Linked DNA regions of Rattus norvegicus: region 1 is linked to region 2. A link is a contact called in public Hi-C data. All regions are on one chromosome and are shown on one strand. The core of a region is the stretch at or near the end of the contact, and the rest is flanking DNA. Distances in the headings are between cores, read along the strand shown.

The links. A called contact is a pair of places that touch in the nucleus more often than the background predicts.
Region 1: a contact with region 2 is called in a Hi-C map of the A7r5 cell line, with 3 times the contacts expected there. The contact joins the promoter of Gatd3a here to the enhancer-like site in region 2. A contact is called at or near these places in 4 of 12 Hi-C or Micro-C datasets (the A7r5 cell line, frontal cortex, kidney and 1 more).

Annotation. Positions count from the first base shown.
Region 1 is chr20:10,513,047-10,515,783 of GRCr8, reverse strand. It overlaps Gatd3a (glutamine amidotransferase class 1 domain containing 3A), which reads right to left and starts at 1,325. Exons shown (of 7, transcript NM_001004225.1): 1 at 1,181-1,325; 2 at 957-1,009; 3 at 396-509. The coding sequence starts at 1,315.
Region 2 is chr20:10,284,800-10,287,840 of GRCr8, reverse strand. No RefSeq gene overlaps it. Among named protein-coding and RNA genes, the nearest start is that of Rrp1, 26 kb to the right of the region's middle. Within about 2 kb of position 1,425, at least 54 of the 93 cell types and tissues checked have an H3K27ac peak or open chromatin away from gene starts, as enhancers often do.

The DNA of each region.
Region 1 (2,737 bases), core at 76-2,575, 230 kb before region 2:
CAGAGTGAATTTCAAGATAGCCTCTCTATCTATGTAGAGAGAGGCTCTCTACATAGAGAAACTTGGTTTAGGAAAACAAAACAAACAACCCTTTCCCCCCCTACAAAAAACAAATAAAGGAACTAGATAAAGAAAGGGAACACAGTGCCTTGCAGGGTCAAGCCAGAACAAACCATGACCACCTCACGTCCAGAGGGAGGGCAACAGTAGTTACTGCTCTTCCCGTAAGGGTCACTGGGAGGTCAGAAACATTCTGCCCACAGCAGTGTATTTCCAGACTTGCCGGATGACAGCTGTTTTGAGGGACACATGCTTGAGCAAATAATCAGGAAGTCTGCGCTGTAGAAGGTGCACATAGGAACATGGCTCTCTCCAGGTCCTTTCCCTCCCCATACCTGCTTTCCTTCTCAGAAGGCTCCCCCTTGGTGTGGTCAATCACGTGCATCTGAGGGACATCAGGAGCAAAGATATGGACCTCAGCTCCGCCTCGGCTCAGGTGCACCAGGATCCTACGTGAAGAAAATCCACAAAGACATCACTTCCAAATGTCTCCTCCAGCCTCACGGCAGCAAGATGATTTTGCAAACGGACTTCCACTGAGTGCTAGTGTGTAGGACATCTTGATGCTTTTTTACGAAGCCAGGGCTCCTGCCACTTACAGACCTTTCTGCAAGGTGAGGGTAGAACCAGAGCGGGTAGGCAGGTATCCTTTTACTGACTGATGAGCAGCGAGGGTAGCTGACTCGCAGGTGTTACATTTTGGGTATGTGCAGGGCCCCGGGTTCCTGCCAGGCGTTCTGCCTTCACCCAGGGCCCGGGTGGCACCTTTTATGTCTCGGCTGTGCTAATTTTGGCTTTGGACTTATCACGATGCGAACCCACTGCGTTTGGTTACGACGCTCTGGCCATTTCTGCCTTTTAAACCAAGAGAATGTTTACAAACTCTGAGGACTTACGCTGAGGCCTCGTGGATCTCGGTTCCGTCATAGACTCCGCAGCCCGACAGCACCTGCAGGAAGAGAGGCACTGACGAGGGCGTGGACCCGACACGAAATTACCGAGGGTACCGGGAAGCTGAACCCCACCAACGGCCGACCTTGGGCGGACAGGTGATCGACCCCAGGCTGCGAGGACCGAGCAAGGAGAGGCACATGGCCTGGGAGTCTGACCCTGTACTCACCAACGCCACCCTGGCCCGGGGCCGCGGTGCGGAGCTGTGAATGGCTGCGCGCTGGGAGGTAGTCCGGTGGCGCCCTGAGAGCGGTAGGAGCGCAGAAGCCAACCTCGGCGACACCAGAACCCTGACAGCAGCCATCGCGAAGGGCAGACAGCGACAGTAGTGTCGAGAGAGCGTGCGCAGTAGGGCGGGGTCGCGCCTGGCCAATGGAGGAGCGCGCAGTGAGCCCTTTCCTGAAAGGGCCGGTGGGTGGGGCCGCGCTTGCGCAGTGAACGACTGTGAATGGGAACCCCAGAACCATTTTCCAGAGCGGACAAGCGGGATGGCGGGGCCGCAGTCCTCAGAACATGCCCCCTCACCTAAGAGACTGATTGGCTGTACCTGCCCAGTGAACGGCAGAGTTGGGACACGCCCCTTCCCGGTTCCGAAATGGCAAGCATGGTAGTATGCCAGGTTAGGGCCTTCCTGTGATCGACCTTGTGGTCCGGCCTGGTCTGCCTAGAGAAGGGAGCCCATCTTGGCGTATGTCACCCCGACCACCTACCGCAGCTCCAGTCTATGCAATGACTTAAAACTGATTTTAAATAATGGGATTGCAGCAAGCTCCTGCCATTGAGTCTGCTCTGGATTCCCTTGTGGCCTGAGAGGAGGCTGCAGTTCTGCTAGTCACTGTTCAGTGGAGGAGCTGAGCCTCGTGCTTTCACATTTTGAATCATTGTGGTGGTTGTGGTTACATACAGTCCAGTGTCCTTCGGGGTAATGACCAGAAAGCTCCTAAGGTTTAACTGCCACACCTGGGCCACTGTGAAAGATGTCAACGGTGGCCTGGCTTCTCTAGTCAGCTGCTGGGTGTCCCCATCAGATGGGAACCCTTCACATTTAGGAGACACATGATGGGAAGAAGCCTAGGATGCACAGTGTATGCTGAAGCCAGGGAGCATACAGAAGCGGGTTTGGTGGTCCAACACCTTATTATAATTATTATTATTATTGGGAGCCAGGGATTATCCAGTTTCAGCTGACACCAGAAGGAGTGAGGGAGGGGTAAGTGCATAGCTACTCGATGGAGTGTCAGGCAATTTGCATCTGGCTGTCCACTGGGGATGGGGTGGATGGGTGGGTGGAGTGGGCATGGTCACCACAGAGCAGACTCGTAAAGTACTCCAAACTGAGTCCAGTTTCTGGTATAAGAAGTAAACTTAAAAGACAGGTGATGGCTCTGTGCTACTTGCCTGTCCTTCCCCAGGTCCTCAGTTCCACACTTACACCCCCCCCACACACCCCACACACACAGAGTAAGGCTTCATAAAACTGTATTCATTGCTGTAGATAAGAGTCATGGCACAAAAGAAGCAAATCCCTGTCTCTCTCGGCGGCCAGGACCTTGCTGCTGGGCACATTGAGAAGCCGTTTCGTTTTCTACCCCAGGCTACACAGAACTGAACGGGAAGCTTGCTGATACCAGGCTAAGCTCTGGCTTTTCTCCATACCCATGTGCAAGCCTAGGTGGATTCCAGGCAACCAGGACAGTATCCAGTCATGGTGTGTCCCAGGTATAAC
Region 2 (3,041 bases), core at 176-2,675:
CTTTCCCTTTTCCATTTCTTTCTTTCTTTTTTTTTTTTTTTTTTTTTTTTTTTTGCTTGTTTGTTTTGCTTGCTTGCTTGCTTGCTTGCTTGAGACGGTCTCACTACAAAAACCCTGTCTGATCTGGAACTCGTTGTGAAGAACAGGCTGGCCTTGAAGTCACAAATATCCACTTGCCTTTACCTTTGAGTATTGAGCTTCAAGGCATACACACCATTCTTTCTGACACGGTTGGCCAGGTCAGGGTGACTCGGGCAAGGAGGACTGGCCCAAGGCTGGCTGAGTCTCCTAGGCTCTGGTAGTATCTTCTGTCCCATCCAGGGACACAACCATCTGTGTGGCTGGTGGCAGACACATGCCGCACTGCACACTAACCACGGAGACCAAAGACAGGGCAGACCCTTCCTCACAGAGTTCACAGCCAGTAACCTCTGCTCAAGAGTTAGGTTGCTCTCCTGTGTTTGCAGGGAGCAGAAACATGAGGCCAGTGACCCCCTCGTACAGAACTGGAGAGGGAATAAGACCTCAGCTCCCTAACCCTACCAAAAGGCCCAATTCCGAGCTCAGCCACTCATAACCACATGGCCCCTGGACAGAGCCAGAGGCTAGCCTGATCCAAGGTAGACCCTCAGCCAACTGTTCGTCACATAAGCCCAGAGTCCTCATGGGTTGGCCTTGTTCGCTAGCTCCTGAAAGCTCATCAGGAAGGATGTGCTCCTCAGACTCTGGAGGCAGAGGAACCTGTCCCTGCCCCCCAACAACCTTTCTGTGAATGTTGAGGTTGTCCCATGGTAAGTCAGGCCTCTTATGAGGGCATTAGGGTGCTCCATAGGGGGCCATAGCTTCTCATAGACAGTTGATGCTCCCTGTAGGGGTTAGGAATTCCATAGAGCTTTGGGGCTCCCAGTGGGAGCTGTGCTGCTAAAGGTGGAGGTCCCCAAGATGCTGGCCCTTGTCAGGTCATCTTCTCTGGGCACATGTTCCTAGAAGCAACGCAGGACCACCCATAGCTTCTCTCTTACATTAATTCCCCATCTGGACTAAACTCTGCAGGGGTAGCCCACCTGAGCTGTCCACAAACAGGACTGGCTCCCAGGGACATAGGTACCTAAGAGAAAGGAGGGAGAGAAAGGGGTGGAAATTCTTTCTGTACCACCATCTCTGTTGCCCTCGCTGTTTGGAGCAGGCTAATCCAAGGCTACATGGTTACCATATGACTCCTCAGGACCAGACAAGACAGGCGTGAACCAGGGCAGACTTGTAGCCTCCATACACTGACCCAAGAGTAGGTGCCTGTGGCCAGGAGGTGGAGAGGTTTCTGGGGCACAGACGCTGTGCGCCAGGCTGGCTGGGATGCTGCAGGGCTAGAGGAGGCTCCTCCTCTGCCTTCTGCCTGCGCATTCACTCGGCACTAAGGAACTGGCTTTCCAGGTACTTGCTATTCCCCGCGCCTTCCGTGTTGCTTGCAGCTCCCAGTTCTGATTGCCCCACTATTTATAGCCGACTAGTTCAGCGGCACAAATCGCTATTGTAACATTGTAACACAGTCTTTAAACTCCAGAAGAACACTGAAGACAATTAGCTGACTAGTTTGCTAATGAACTTCTTTCGCTCTGGCGACTTCGCGGTATAACTCTGTCCCCCCCCCCCTTTTTTTTTCTGAAGCGATGACTGTACGCTCCTGTTCCAAGAGGCCGCTCCAAAAATATAACCTCCTTTAAATAAACTGCACAATTGCACTTCCCTGAGGGAAGGCACATCCTTCCTCCCCCTGATCTGCCTGTCACCCAGGAAAGCAAGGTTGTTTCTTCGCCAGCCTTAGAAAGCGAGCTCCGGCTTCCGGCTTCCGGGGCGGGTGGCTCTGTGTTTGCTGGTGCCACATTCCCCTCCTGATGTCCTCTTAAGGCCTGAGGCTGCTCCATGCTCAGAGCAGAGAGCAGAGGAAAGGAAGTAAGGGGCTCCCAGGGCCTCGTGCCAGGGAGCTCTGTCCACATTCAGTTCCTAAATCCAAGTCCTCAGATGACCCACCGAGGAGGCAAGCCTATGCAGGAGAACTGAGGCTCAGCTCTGGGCTCCACACACTGCTTGTCTGAAGGTGGCCTGCAGAATCTGAGGTGCATATAGATGTCCCACAGTTCCCTAGGCTAGGGGACACACGGACCCATGAGCTCTGAGCCACCTTTAATTTGATTAACAGTGACAGCGGCCTCTGTCCTTTAGAGTTTCTTGCTAACCCTCCCTCAGCCCAGGAGGCCAAGCCAAAACCACAACTGAATCATGAAGACATCAAAGGTTAAAAATCTCATAATCCGGGGCATGTAGTTGACTCCACAGGTGAGAGCACTTGGCACAAAACCAGGCAATTGGGTTGGATTCCTGGACTCACTGGGTGGAAGGAGAAAACCAACTCCCTACAAGCTGTCTTCTGACTTCCACATGTGCACCATGGCATGTGTGCACCCCCCCCACACACACACTCTCTCTCTCCACATACACATTAATTAAATAAATAAGATGTAAATTTAATCGGTCCCCAGCTCCGAAAAAAAGAACCAAAAAAAAAAAAAAAGATGTAAATTTAAAACGGGGGGGGGGGGTGGTCCGCTGTGGGGGAGGGGCATGGCGGTCTGCTCCTTTCGAGCCAGCACTCAGGTGGCAGAGACAGGTAGATCTCTGTGAGTCCTGTGAGACCAACCTGGCATACACAGCAAGTTCCAACCTGCCAGGGCTACACAGTGAGCCCTTGTCTAAACAAACAAACAAACAAACAAACAAACAAAAGAACAGAATTGTAATCCCAGAGGAGAGGAAGTAGAGAGAGGTGGATCCTTGGGGACTCCTAGTAGGAAGCCTAGATAGACTAAGAGAGAACTTTGAGGGCCTAGTAGGATATCTAAATACATAATACATACATTCGTACATATATACATACATTCATGCATACATAGATTCATACATGCATACATACAGTCATACATACATTCATTCATACATACATACATACATACATTCATGCATACATAGATTCATACATGCATACA